2 separate regions of the Mus musculus genome follow, and region 1 is linked to region 2. The links are chromatin contacts, called in public promoter capture Hi-C maps. All regions are on one chromosome and are shown on one strand. The core of a region is the stretch at or near the end of the contact, and the rest is flanking DNA. Distances in the headings are between cores, read along the strand shown. Region 1 holds the start of Eef1d (eukaryotic translation elongation factor 1 delta (guanine nucleotide exchange protein)). Region 2 holds the start of Ptp4a3 (protein tyrosine phosphatase 4a3).

Evidence for each region. Promoter capture Hi-C pulls out the DNA fragments that hold promoters and counts their contacts.
Region 1: a contact with region 2 is called in a promoter capture Hi-C map of embryonic stem cells, with 5 times the contacts expected there. The contact joins the promoter of Eef1d here to the promoter of Ptp4a3 in region 2.

Annotation. Positions count from the first base shown.
Region 1 is chr15:75,903,772-75,911,071 of GRCm38.p6, reverse strand. Eef1d (eukaryotic translation elongation factor 1 delta (guanine nucleotide exchange protein)) reads left to right here and starts at 1,728. Exons shown (of 10, transcript NM_029663.2): 1 at 1,728-1,827; 2 at 5,172-5,186; 3 at 7,264-7,300. The coding sequence starts at 7,264. Tigd5 (tigger transposable element derived 5) reads right to left here and starts at 1,337. Exons shown (of 1, transcript NM_178646.4): 1 at 1-1,337. The coding sequence starts at 1,281.
Region 2 is chr15:73,745,187-73,752,133 of GRCm38.p6, reverse strand. It overlaps Ptp4a3 (protein tyrosine phosphatase 4a3), which reads right to left and starts at 4,108. Exons shown (of 6, transcript NM_008975.3): 1 at 3,669-4,108; 2 at 107-1,005. The coding sequence starts at 211.

The sequences.
Region 1 (7,300 bases), core at 479-2,978, 2.2 Mb before region 2:
CTCCAACGGTGCAGGGATGTGTGCTCGGCTGGTGCCCTTGGATAAGAAGAGCACTCGAACTGCACCATCAGGTGTTTGAAGTTCCTCTGGGGACCCAAGGAGCTCAGGCTGGCACTGCCTGGGAGTCTCCTCGCTCTCCTCCAGGGGAGGCATGCTAGTGGCCCAACTCGGACAGGGTGGATGGGCCACCAGCAGCACAGCCTTCTGTTGCAGGCAGCTTCGGCGCAGGTAGCGCTTGACGCCAGGGACAAATTCCTCGAAGAACCAGCCCCGAAGAAGCGGGCGACTGAGCCAGGCATCCGGACTGTAGCGGTAGGAGGCCGGGAACTTGTCCTGGTTGTGGTGACGCAGGCTGGGTGGGTCCGGTAGCTGCCCGATGACTAGTGGTTTCAGCTTGTGGCTGCCCGTCAGGTTGGCGGCCAGCAGTACTGTCACTCGGTCACTGCGCCAGCGTCGGCTGCACCCACCAGGCTCTTTGGAGTCCCCAGTGCCCGGAGTTGAGGCCTGCTCCGGAAGTAACCTCCAATAGAGACCAGTAACGTTAGCATTGTAGATCTGCTCGTCGCCATAGCCGCCCTCGGAGTGGGGTAGAGTGGCTGGCGCGCCGTCAGGTACGAGAACTGCGCCTGGTGACTGCGCCGGCTCCTCTTTGACAGGCGCGGGGCCTGCGACCGGGGACTCAGCCTCACCATAGATGCGCTGGCTAGAGATGCCATGGCGCTTCTGCCAGCGCCAGAACCAGCCGTGGCTAGCCTTGAAGGTACACTCGGGGCCGTAGATCTGGCGAGCAAAGGCCTCAGCCTGCGCTTGGATAACTGGCCCGGATAGCGGCACACCGTGCTGGCGCAAGGTGAGGAACCACGAGTAGACGGCGCGGTCGATCTCCTCCTCGTTGGCCAGACGCATCTTCTTGCGCTGCGTGCCCACTTCTCCACCCAGCTGGTCCAAAAACCAGCGCAGCTTGGGCTCGTCCTTGAGCCAGCCGCGCAGAGTGCCGCCTGGCACGCCGAAGTCGCGGCACACGCTGGCCTGCCGCTCACCGCCCTTGACGCGCTCGATGGCTTGCAGCTTGTCTTTGATTGAGTAGGCCTTGCGGAAAGTCATCTTCACGGCCACCCGGGGCCGCGGCCCGGGCGCTGGGGGCGGCGGCGGGCGCGCCGTGGAACCCGGGCCGGGCGCCGGCGATCGCGGCGGCTCAGCAAGGCACCGTGGCTGGGGAAGACGAGCGCGATGCGGGACCGGGTGCAGGGCTGGGCCGGCCGGAGGGCTCGCGGGGTACATGGCGTCGGCGCCAGGGACCACCCGGGAAAGCGAGCCTGACACCCCGCGCGGGCCGCTCGGGGCGGGGCTCGGGGGCGGGGCTGCCCGGGTCCCTCCCTTTTGTCTCGCCAGCCTTGCCTGCCCCGGCCCGCAAGGCCCGCCCACTTCGCCTCGTGGCGCCTGCGCACAGTCTGGCCTTGGGCGCGTCACTAGCGCGTGCGCACATCAGCTTCATTACGTCCCGCCCTCGTCGGACGGATCCACTCTTCGAGCTGAGGAGGGGTTCGGCGTGTTGGGAGATCCGGTTCTCCGCTCCTAGCGACAACTCTTGAGGTGAAGCGCGGCTCTCAAGGTAGCTCTTCCTTTGCTTCTACCATGGTGGTTCCTGCATGCATCGTGATGCACGCTCTGAGGGCAAGACAGCGCGTGCCCAGGGTTGGACCCCCCGCCGTGCCTTTCGTGGTCTATGCCGCTGCGTTTTCCGGGAGCTGCGCGGGCGCCCTCCCTCTCCTTTGCAGTCCTGAGCTCGCAGTTCCAGGTTTTGGTTGCTGCGTCCTTGGCTGGCGTGTGAGTACCGGGGGCCCCGCCTCAAGGAGCGCACGTGCGGCGGAGGCCTGGAGTGCCCGGGCCCCGCGCCGTTAGGGTTGCCTCCCGTGGGACAGTGCGGGCTGCGGGCGGGCGTCTGGGCCTGTGTGGAGGCGGGCCGCTGGCCACATGGTTGCCAGATTCCGGAGCGCTGCTTCAGGCTGGCTGCGCGGTGGCTCCGCACATCCCAGCACGGCACGGCCTTGAGTGACACGGTTGCCTGCGGTCGGGCTGGCTCCGGAATTTTGGGGGCCCAGCTCTTGCTAACGCCCTAGGTCTTTGCGGTTAAGCACCAAGGGCGTACCTAACTCTAGGCATAGAGGGAGGTTGCTTCGGGTGCTGACTGGTGGAACTCGTACGGTCCACGAACACAGGGTAGAAAAAAGGGCGTGGTGGTGTCGATTTGCTCAAAAGTAACAGGACTAGCTCTACTTACTGATTTGAATAAGGTGATCTGGGCAGCTTTCTTTGGAAAGGGGCGTTGAAGGGTACGGTCGCCCCTTTTCTAATACATGAGCACTCTCTCCGGGCATCATGGTTTTCTAGAGTGAACGGCTACCCTGCAGCAAAAAGAACTTGGTGAAGCTATAATGTTGGGATGCTACTCCCAAGGATGCTTCTGAATTGGCCCTGTCACTCGGGGATGGATAACTGGGTCTTATCTCAGGCGGATTCTCATGGATGAAGCAAAGGATGGATGTGACAGGACTACCGAGTGCCCCCTAAGCCAATCCCGTGGGGCAACAGAGTCAAGAGGAAGAAGTCAAAGGGACAAGGAGTCCCCTTCCCAGGCTCTGTGATGGCCAGTACATCATGAACCTTCTCTCGGACTGTGGGAGGAGAACTCAGCAAACAGTTGGAGAGTTGGCAGAGGGAGCCATTTAGACTTGGTTGCCTGGGATTTGCTCTGCATGGCTTTCTGCCCTCTCAGGAGAAGGCTGCTGCAGGGTCGTCCTCCGGGCTTATCTTTTGGATAGGTGAGGCTCCGTGGCATAGTACAGATGAGGCAAAAGTGCTTGAGAGGGCTTGATAGCAAGAGTGACACTTGGGGGATGCAGGTAGGAGATGCTGGCATTAAACATTTCTTCTGAGCCAGGGGTCTAAGATGCTGTGTGCCTATTGAATGTTGGAGTCATTGAAACATGTGAAATCCGGGTGCTGGAACGTGCTTTGGTCTCCAGTTCCACACATCACTTGACTCAGCAGACTTGGGTGGTTCTACCAATCAGAGTTTTCATTCTCCTTCCTGTGTCTAAGATGACACACAACCAATGCCCCCAAGGTATGGTCCAGATATTATCAGGTGTAAAGGAAGAGCTGAGAAAGCAAGTCGTCTAGCAGAGTCCCAAGACCTGTGTGTCAGGTCAAGGTACCGTCTGCTGGAACAGAAATAGAGCCAACAAACAATAGCATTTGGGGGTAAGGAGATTGGGGCTGGGTGGGTTTAGACTGGAGTGACAGCATTAGCCTCTGGGTCTCAAAGTGGGCAGACAGCTCAGGCCAGTGTTTCTGAGTAGGACTGGGATATCCCAGAGGCAGAGAAGCAGGGTGGGAGCTTGGAGATGAGAATCTACTAACCCATGGGAAAAAAAGACCAAGACACCACTCCTGTGCCAACATAAGCTGCAGTGGGAGAGTCACACTGCGTGGCTGTTGTGACTGAAAAGCTCGTGAGTCCTCACATTCCAAGTGCTACCAGCTGCCCCCTTTGAATACCAGACACAGAAAAAGCCCCCATGGGCAGCATCTGTTCACAGACTCAGGCCAGGTGAGCCCAGAGGATGTGGCTATAAGCGTGAAGGGATACAAGTTGAACTTTTCTGACAGACCTGTTCCCTACCCACCTTGCACATTTCTAATCCTGTGGAGGACAGACAGTACTGGGAGCTCATCACTGTCAAGACTGAGGGGGTGACATGCTACCTCCGAATGTCCAGAGGACAGAAAGGTATGGGCTTAGGGCTCAGAAAGCCAGCTTTTCTGTGGACTTTTATTCCCAGCATGTGGAACCCTCAAGGTGTTTGCTACTGAGATGGGGCACAGCTGTGACATAGCCTTTCTCATCTTCCTCAGGGTCCAGTTCCCAAGCCAGAAGTACCCTTGGCAGAGGCTGCTGCCTGGCCCAGATTGGTAGGAGTTATGAGAGCCCGGAACACATGTGCGCTTCTTTACAGAGAAGTGGTAGCTCAGCCCTGAGAGGCTGCAGCTAGCTAGTACAAGCTTCTTGTGAGTGGAGGAAGCTAGGTCTGGGTGCTGGGCTACATAGCCATGCCTGGCTCTGTTGTTATCTCAGGACCTAAGACCCATCAGGCCTTGTCTGACACTTGAGCTGTCTGCATGCAGTGCCCCCAGAGCTCAGGCATGAACTTGATAGCTGACCAGGTCCTTAGGTCCTATATCCTATAGCCTATGACTGGGAGCAGGGCAGAGCCTGCTTGTCTGGAAGCTTGCTTTCTCTGGTACTTCAGTCTCTTCAGCATGTTCCTGCTATTGCCTAGATTAAAGCCTCAGGAAGAAGGCGGCCAACCCTGTGTAGGGATGTGGGGACAGACAAGCTTGCCCTGTGCGGGTTTGAGACACTCACTGCTACTTGTTTCCAGGCTGGTTTTTCCTGGACAGCTTGCGGGCGCGTGTGTGCGTGTGTGTGTGTGTGTGTGTGTGTGTCCTCCAGGGAAGCAATGGAGTTCAGGTATGCCAAAGTCTGGGTGCAAACTGGCTAAGTTCTCAGCCTGTTGTGCACCTGTGGGGAAGCAGGCTGGGGAAGGGAGACTTTGTCTCCCTTGGGAGCCTTTGCTGCTTGTACTTACTACAACCAATGTCTTAGGACGGCACCCCTATCTGCTTGGTCTCTATGTCCCCAACACAGAGGTGGTATCATTCAGTGTTGGTTCCTGGTGGCAGCAGAGACCCACAGCTTGGAGCTGTGTGGACCTGGAGCACATGGTCCCAAAGCCCTGTCAGTGAAGGAGAGAGGCTGGGTTTCTTTCACAGCTAAGGGAGCACCTGTAGGTGCTAGCTCACCTTGATGCAGGTGGGAGCTTAGAAGAGGGTGGGAGCAGGCAGCTTCCATGGTGGTTTCTGCTTGTCTCTTAGATAATAGGAACCTGAGAGCTACATATCAAGGGCTAATGGAAGAGTGCTGCCTCTCAAGTTTGAGGGCTTAGGCAGCCTCCTGGGATTTGGTGGTGATAGATACTACCATTTTATCTTGTGTTGCCATGCCATCTAGACAAGCAGTTTCTAAAAGGCTGCCCAAGCTGCTGTCTTGGCATGGGTGGCCTTTCCCACCGCTCTAACCTTGCTGCTTTTCCTTCATGCTGTCCTAGGAGGCCAAAGCAAAAGTAAGTACGCCCACATAGCACCCTGTATCTCCCTTCACCTGAGCCAAGGAGCCCCCCAGCCATCGCCTTGCCAGAGAGAGGCATACCTGTGCAGAGTTGAGCTCGCTGGAACAGGGCAGTGGAGTGGTTAGCTTGTTCTAGTGGCAAGTAGGTAGCTCTGTGGCCCTGGCACCAAGCAGGTCAGCATATAACCCTCTCTGCCCTATGGAGAAGCTGTGGCCTGAGGAAGTTCCTAGTTTCTGTGACCCTGTCCTGCCCTGTAGTGGGGTTGGGTGGGGAGCATTGGAAACAGCTTCAGGAGGGTTCCTAGTCATACGCTGGGGGGGAGGGGACAGGTTAGTGGGCATTGCTGAAGGGAGTGAGGATAAACCAAGACCTGCAATAAGTACTCCATGAGAACAGCAGCCTCAGGAACTGGGCCGGTCATGTCCTGCTGTGATGGCATATAGTGCCCCTTGGTGACAGCGGGTGATGTCACAATGAAATGCTCTGCCTCCTGGAATTCCCTCTCAGCCCCTGCCCCTGCCCCTGCCCCTGCTACTTGGCCTTGGTAAGTGAGGGGGTGGCCTAGAGACCTCTCTACATTGGGCCTCTGGCTCCTGGTCTCTGCTCCTCACAGTGAGAGAGCTTGGGTGGATTGCACTAAGAACTTTAGCTCTCACTTAGAGGTAGGCTTCCGGGTAAGACAAGAAGAGTTTTCTGAGGTCCTCCACATGGGTGAGGTTTAGATAGCCGACACTCTTCCAGTCACGTGCTTTGTCGGGTGTATTAGGGAAAGGCCCTAGACAGTGATGTATCGTCACCTCGTGGATGCCCAGCAGATGGCCTGGGTCTGTTACCACAGACCCACAGAAGAGGCATTAGAGCAGCACCTGTACCCTTAGTCCTCAAACGTTAGATGAGTCCAGACTACAAGCATCTTGATAGGGTTACCCTTGTAGGGCAAGGCAGCTCTGAGAGTTCTTACCTGCAGCCTTCCGGGCTGGCTGGTAGAGCCTGGAGCCTGTCCTTTTTGTGGAGCCATATCTGGCTTCAGGAGTAGCAGAGGCAAGTCCTGCCTACATGACTGCTGCTGTGTGCTTCAGAGCCGCACCCTGCTGAGGGAGCAGAAAGGCGTGTAGCCCTTGAGGTAACACCATGTCTAGGGAGGAAGCTGAGGGTCCTGAGGCAAGAGTCTTGTTCACTGGTTACAGTAGCAAGTGAGATAGTGTCCTGATACTGAGGGTCCCGTGATGACCCTTCGGTTCTGATGGATCCAGAGTTGTAGTCTGATGGCCGCCTGCTGAAGTAGTGTCACCTTCAGTTTGATGGAGGATCTCTGGTGGTGGGTGGTGACAGGCATGCAGTCTCTGCTGTTGATATACAGCCCCTTTTCTCAGACTCTTTGCCTCTGGAAGGGCACACTGGTCTGTGTAGGATAGTTGTGTGGCCAAGGTAGGTGCAGGTGACTTCCCAGGATGCCCTACTTGCTGGTACTCCATCCACCCAGGCAGTTACAAATCGTTGTCAGTGAACTAGAAACATCAGCCACCTCAAGGAGGTGCCAGGCTCCACAGTGTGCCAAGCACAGCCAGGCTAAGTTTGATTTCACATAAGCCATGAGTAATCTCTTGCTATAAGTGAGCATAGAACATCTCATAGGATGTGTTTGTACTAAAACAAAGAAGCAAAGCTGCAAAACACCTCTACTGATTATTTTTATTAAAGTCCATTGTTAATGAGTACAGCTGTTTGTTTTATTTGGCACCCTAGCTGGAGGTGAGTTTGGAGGTGTTTAGATCCCTTTCTGAAGCTATTGGGCTTATTGGATAGCATAGACAAGATTTATAGTACTAAGGTGTGGATGTGTGCATATATTTATATCCTGCTTTTGACTCACCAAGGTGTCCCTTGTGTGGATTTGACTTTTGTGCCCTTGCATGTCATCTGGTGAAGGCCCATTGGTGGCTTGCCCTTTCCTTTCCCCAGGCCCCCCTGCCCACCTTTGCCTGCTCTACTGAGGCGGGCAAGGGAGGCGGGTGCCTCTACTGTGTTGCAACTGCCTTCTTGTGCTTGCTTTTTAATGCTGCGCCCGAAGATGAGGAGTGGGAAGGCCTCTTGTGCACTGGAGACCG
Region 2 (6,947 bases), core at 2,859-5,358:
CCGAAGCACGGATGCTGACAGCCCTCCAGGAAAGCCATCGGATCGTGAGCACCCATCGCACCCTGAGCTGTGCAGGACACCCACCCGGCCCTGAAGGCCCACTCACCTCGATGAACGTGCTGAGGGTGGCATTGCTGGGGTTGTGGGTGATGAGGAAGCGCATGTGCCGGTAGCTCACCTCCACAGGCGCAGGCCGGTTCATGCGGGCCATGCCTCCTCCGGGGACCCAGAGGGGACTAGCCAGCAAGGGCTGCACGGGGGGTCCCCCAGCCCCCCACACCAAGTCCAGTGAGATCCCCGTGCTTGTCCACAAAGAAAAGACTTCTTAAAACCTCGCCCCTACGCCCCGCACAAATATTGTGCAAATACCTGGGAGAGGGAGAGGAAGCTGCCTCGTGGCGGATAATTCCAAAAAAACCAATTCTAAAAAAGAAAAGAAACAAGCACACTTCTCCCCCCACCCCGCAGCAAGACGGGCAGCGCCAAAGTCCTGTCCCTCAGAGTGGAGAAGTTACAAGGAGTCAAAATAAAAATAACAACAACCAAAAAAAACTGAGCAGAGAGAACTTCGGGTTGGTGACTCCGGCCGCAGAGCAGTGTCCTCTATGGGGCCGTCGCTGGAGACACCCTCTCTGCATGGGTGGACGGAGGAGTGTCCCCTTTGGTCAGAGTTGGGCCCCAGAAGTCAGGACCAAAGGGAAAATGAACTTGAACTCAACCAAACTCTAGCGGCCCTGGGCCGTGGTGGGCAGGCAGCCTCTGATCCGGTCTGTCACGTTACCCCATCAGGGAACGGCAAGTCCTGAAGAGGGGCAGCGGGCTCAGGCAGCAGTGCTGGCCTCCGGCCTGGCAGCAGAGGCCATTGGGAGGCAAGGACAATGGTGAGGGCCAGAGGTGTACAGGTCTCCTCAGCGGCAGCACCCACGGTGTTGGGAACGGCAGTAGTCAGAGCTGCCCTCCTGGGGCTTCTCCATCAATCCCACCCTGGTCTTCAGAAGGCACAATCTATGGGAGGGGAGAAAGAAATGGGAGGTCCTCAGATTCTCCACGTGAAACCCAGAAACAGACAGACAACTCCTGCCTGGGCTACCCCAGGCCCCTGTGGTGACAAGAGAGCCATACATAGCCACCGAGATAGGGTGAAGAGGGTATCAGGGCTCACCCCAGGAGCATATGAACCCCACAAGCAGAGTACACCTACAGCAGCAGAAGCCAGGTCCCCCATCTCACAGCCCATAAGGGCAGTGGTCCCTCTCTTGGGACTGCTAGCCACAGCACAATATTAAGCTCAGATCGTTCTGCAAGGGCAGGTCTCAGGGACAGTGGGTACTGCCAGAGGGACAAGGGGCTGAGTGGCCTCAATTGCTGCCCCTCAGGCTTTCTGAAATCTCTACCCACAGCCACAACTTACGGGGACTTGCCAGGCACTAGAGGTAAACAAGACGTTCTGCTTTGCAAGAGACCACAGGCCAAGGGGCCAGCTGCCAGGCTCATGCCAAGGAGGTGACAGCACAGGTGGCCAGGAAGGGAGTCACACCGTTGACAGGACCCAGGGGAAGGGCACTACTGGAGGACATCGGCCTCCACCTTCTCCTCTGCAAGGACCCCAAAGAACAGCTAGCTAACACCCTGCCACCCCCTGGACGGCCTGGGAGACCTTGGGCATGTCACTGGCCTCTCTGGACCCGTTTCCCATCAACACGATGAAGGTTGAAAAAGAGGGCACCACAGTCCCTTGGGCTATGATCCAGTAGTTAGTAGAGCCTGAGCCCCTGGACTCAGCCCATCCCCCACCCAGCATTCATCTTTCTGGAAGGCCCCTTCTGGATCGCATCTGGAAGAGTTCTGCCCGTACCTCTTACCTCTCTGTCTCGTCCCCAGCTCTCCCTTCTCCAGCTGCCCACCAAGCAAACCAGGCCCTTGGAGCCTCAGGCCAGCATAAGACCCTGGTCTCTGGCCCCAAGCTTCGGGCACAGGCCCCACCGTCCAAGGCTCGACTGTACTAGATAGCACAGAATCCTCCCTCGCTACCTCCTACACCTGAGAACAGCTCAGCACTCCACTCCAAGTCAGTGCCATGGCTCACAGCTAGTCCCTGCCACCATTCTGAAAGGGCTAAGATAGAGGGGCCCCTTGGAGGAGGGCAGAAAGGAGTCCTGTGCCTGCTTGGGCAGGCCAGGTTCTCAACGCCCTGTGCATGCGGAGCCACGACTAGCCCGCTATAAGCAAGGAGAGCCTTCTCTCATGTTATGACACAAACACCCGGGCCTACTGAGATGAGCATCCCATGTGTGCACACTGCAATGCCCTTGTGTGTGCAGGAGAAAAGAAGAGAAGGCCCCAGGGAGTCAGAGAACACTGGCAGGCTCCTGTAGAGCTAACTGCACCTACTGGCTACTTGCAGGGGTTGGGGCTGGGTTGTAAGATTCCAGGGGCAACAGAAGCAACATCTGAGAAAAGGAAGCCTGAACCGCCTATCATGCTCCCCCCAGGCCTGAGGGGATGGAGCCAGGGGTCCAGATGTATAGGTGACACCAGGCTGAACTGCATCTTATAATACATGCACAGTTCACTGCAGTCTGGGCCACACCCCTAAGTGTGGGCAAAAAGGGGCATGCCCACAGCATGCCTGAGTCTACCCAGGCTCAACCACATGGTGGCTGCCCTCCCAAAAAGGAGCCCCTCTGCCGACACATCACTCCGCTCACCCCCTTTGGAGACAGTGTTTCTCTGTCCCTGTCTTACCTCCTGGACCGCACTTTGTAGACCAGGCTGACCTCAGACTCACAGAGATCCACCTGGCTGGGCCTCCTGAGTGCTAGGACTTAAGGCATCTGCCACCATGCCCAGGTGGACACATCACTTCTATGGGGTTAAGAAGACCAGAGAACAAGGTGGGGGGGTGGGGGGGTCTACCTCTACTGCATTCTAGCAGGCCTGAGCCAAGGCTTGTGGGCCCACCGGCTACCTACACCCCTATCCCAGCAGCTCTAGGTGTGAACAGAAGCTGAGCTCACCTTGCCTCAACAGGCACTCAGTCAAGCCACCACACCCTCCCCACCCCTGGTGCTTAAGGACCCTACTATGACCTGGGCCCTTCTCTATCCCCGCCCAGCCTCCTCTAGCAGTATCTTAAGCCCTCAGCTGCTCCCAGACCGGCATGTTTTTCAAGACCCATTTTTGTCCCTGTTTGCCAGAGGAGGACATGGGACAGAGGGGCGTGGAAGGACCTTCTCTGGACCCTGGCCAGCTCCGGCCGTCCAGACACCCAGGTTTTCTCAACATCGAGTCTAGTAATCGGGAACACTTGAACCCCAGGGGGGAAAAAAAGACACAGAGGTAGTCAGAAGCCACACCCTCAAGTGGTGGGGTGGGAGTGCATCTAGCTTCAGAAGGGACCTAAATGGGACCCTGTGTGACACTTAGGAGTCAGGGGTCACAGTTCAGGACTCTGTGCTGTCAAGACAGGCAAGACTGCTCCGTGGATGGGCTGGGGACCCCAAGGACCCGTAGTGGGGCGTGGGGAGGGCACACAGCTCCCCGACCTCAGCGGGACTTCCCACCCAGCCCGCCAGGGAGCCGCCATCCCGTGCAGGGCCCATCCCAGTAGGGTTAGGGTTCGGGAGCGTCCTCGAGGCCGGGTCCCCGCCGCCCGCAGCCCGGCTCACCCGCGCCCGCAGGCGTGCGGCCGCCTCCATGCGCCGGCCGGCCGGGCCGGGACCCGTGCGCGCCCTCCGCAGCGGCGCCGGCTCCGGGCGGATGCCCGCCGCCCGCCGCCCAGCTATTTATAGCGCCCGGCGTCACGTGGGGGGGCGGTGACCGGCGGGCGACCCGACTCACAGCGGCTCCCGCACCTGCTGCCTAAAGATAGCACGCAAACAAAGGCGCGGCCAGCAGAGGAAGAGGAAGGAGGAAGGGAGAGGACCACCGCGGACCCGCCTGCCATCCCCTCTGCATCCTGCTGGGTAGGAGACCTCCTTCTGCAGAGGGGCCACAAGCCAGGAGGAACCCTTCCAGCTCTCCAGCTTCATATGCGCACACTGAACAGCTACTGTGTGCTCAGCCGCACTAGCCCACACTTCACCTTAAGAGCCACCACTCCCAGACTACAGCTGAAGAACCTGAGGCACTGAACCTACGCACACTCGAGTCACACAAGAGATGGGAGCCGACTCTACACAGGCTCATCTCCAAGGGAACTGACACCCACCCAGCTCTCCTGAAGTCTTCCAGGGCATCCCCTGAGCAGGATCGTCTCCTGGGCTCCACTGACCAGACGGAATCCTGGTTCTGTCCTAGGGCATCCCAGGCAGGAACCCTGTGCTCTCCCGCCCAAGAATGGAGACAGATGTCAGTCCGCACCTGCCCCAGTGGCTGCACCGCCCTGGGAGCCTTCTGGTGCAGGGCTTGAGTTCCAGCTCACAGAATCCCCAGAGGCCTTGCCTTGCTGGGAACCCTGGCCCAAGCCCGGCTCCCAGACAGAGGCCTGGCCCTGCAATCAGTAGTTGGTGCTGGGGAGAGGAATGATCCCTGAAAGGCTGGACCTGAGCCAGGGGAGGGCATGCCCCTAATACTCCCAGAGAGAAGTCTCATTAGCCAACCTTGCACAGCAGAGCCTACTATCCCCCATTCTCCCCCTGGCCCAGGTAAGCAGGGCTGATAACGTCCAGGCTGGAGCATCCCATTGCAGCCCCATCCTGGCTCACCCCCAGAAAGCTAGGCAGCCACCTAAGATCCCCAGAATATGCCACCCTTATAAATCCAGCAGGTTAACGGCATTGTTGCTGACCAGACCCATGGTCTCAGCTGTTCCACTAGTTTCCATCCTGACTGCAGATCCTGAACCCTCCACAAGGCACCAGCCTCCAGCAACACAACAGATACTGAGTAGATGCCCCAAGTCACCCAGCCAGGTAGCTGGACCATGACTGGAGATTTGCCCTCCCCCAGAGACCCTACTGGTCCCAATCCCAGGTGGGTAGGAGAAAGCACATCAAACCATCCCTGGTGGCCCATCAGTTGTCTAGAAAAGGGTTTGTTAGTGACAGGCCCAGCAACGTCTGAGATGCTGCACCAGCCAGGGCTGCAACCGGGGCTCCAAGTGACACCACACACACACACACACACACACACACACACCAGCATGCTGGGGCCTCTAGCTAATCCTGGGGGCACCTGCTACAGCTGGCAGGGCCCCAAGCCTTTCGGAGAAGTCTATATATAACACATCCAGAGCCTTCTTGGAGCCCTCCCAGAGTAACCCATCTCTGGGGCCAGGAGGGGAGACCCTAGCAGGCTCCACCCACGCCAGTCCCTCGGAACTCATCCAAAGCTCTTACACCCCTGTGTCGCACAGTTCCAAGGGTGCAACCCCTCACAAAACAGGCTCCTTAACCCCAGGCTCTCCCCAACCCCCTTGGCTATGTGCCCAGCCCAGGGAAGGCATCCTTAAAGGGAGGGGGAACCTAGCACTGGGCCCCACCCATACCCCACCTCCCACCCAGGCATGGCACCAAGAAGCTCCCGCTTGTTTATGGAAGGAACAAATGACCTGGTGTTCTAGGCAGAGGTCCAGATTGGGGAGCCATCCAGAACCTATCACGAGACCTCAGCCCTCGAGGTCTGGGAGAACTTCATAGGAGGGGACACCCAGGCCACCCTAAGAGCAGCTCCATGCCTTCCAAGAAGGAGCCACTATGTCAGCTGCCCCTTTGCCTCTTGCTTTAAGGGACTTCCCCAACTTGGTCCCTCAAGGGCCATCTGAAACTATGCACAGGATAGGGACCACAGGAGAGCCCCAGGTGGCAGGGTGGGCAGGGAAGGGTTCCCAGAGAAGGTGACCCAGGAGGTAGGCAGACATACTCCTGGTACCTGCATTGACCATCTGCTCTGATGCCCTGTGCCACCTGGGATCAGTGCTAGCCAGGGATGAGCCTAAGGCCACCTCTATAAAAGGACACACTGCTAGAGAGGGAAGCCACCTTCCAAGGTGGTACCAGCACCCTGCATGCTATGGGCTGTGACCTGGAAACAGACCTGGGTTTCCAGAAGGCAGGCTCCTGCCGTCCCTACCGAGGCTCAGCCTGACAGTGCCCTGTGGAGCACAGTGGTGATCTGCTGACCCAGGCTCCCGCTCTCTGAGGGCACCCTCACGCCTGGCATCAGCCTACACCACTGCAGATCAAAGGCTGTAACTGTCACTTCTGCCGACTGGCGCACAGAGTGGGCCCAAGTAATTGTGCATGAAGTCCACCAGGTTTCTAAACTTGGGACCTCTGACCCCTGAAGGTCCACCATGAGCTACATGTGTGGTTTTTTAAGAGATTTATATATATATACAGTATTCTCCCTTCATGTATGTCTGCACACCAGAAAACGGGACCTGGTCTCACTATAGATGGTTGTGAACCACCACGTGGTTGCTGGGAATCGAACTCAGGACCTCTGGAAGAGCAACCAGTGCTCTTAACCTTGAGCCATCTCTCCAGCCCCAGCTCCATGCTTTCAAAGGGCATCGGGTAGACCTGTCTCCACGAGTTGCCTCAGTCATGGCTGACAGGATACCCCTTTCCTCCTCTTATGCTGTACTTCACCTCCCAAGAGCTCAGTCCTGGCTCACATGTCTCCTGCCTTCTACAGCCTGTGACCTCCTACACTAACCTCGACCTTAGGATTCCTTCCCAAAAGGAAGGGAATCTAAGTGTTCATTCATTCATTCATTCACTCACTCAGTCACTCAGTGAGACAGGCATGCTGAGCACCTCCTGGTGCCAGTCACAGGGCTGAGCAGGATGGAGACTGAGAAGATGGGAGAGAACAGCTGTGCTGTAGGCAGGCATCACTCCTGACTCAGGGTACCTCCGTTTCCCAGGTTACTGCATACAGAGTTGAGCAGTGCTTTGCCAATGCTGTCTCTCACTGGGCTGTCTGCTCAAGGCTGAGGCACC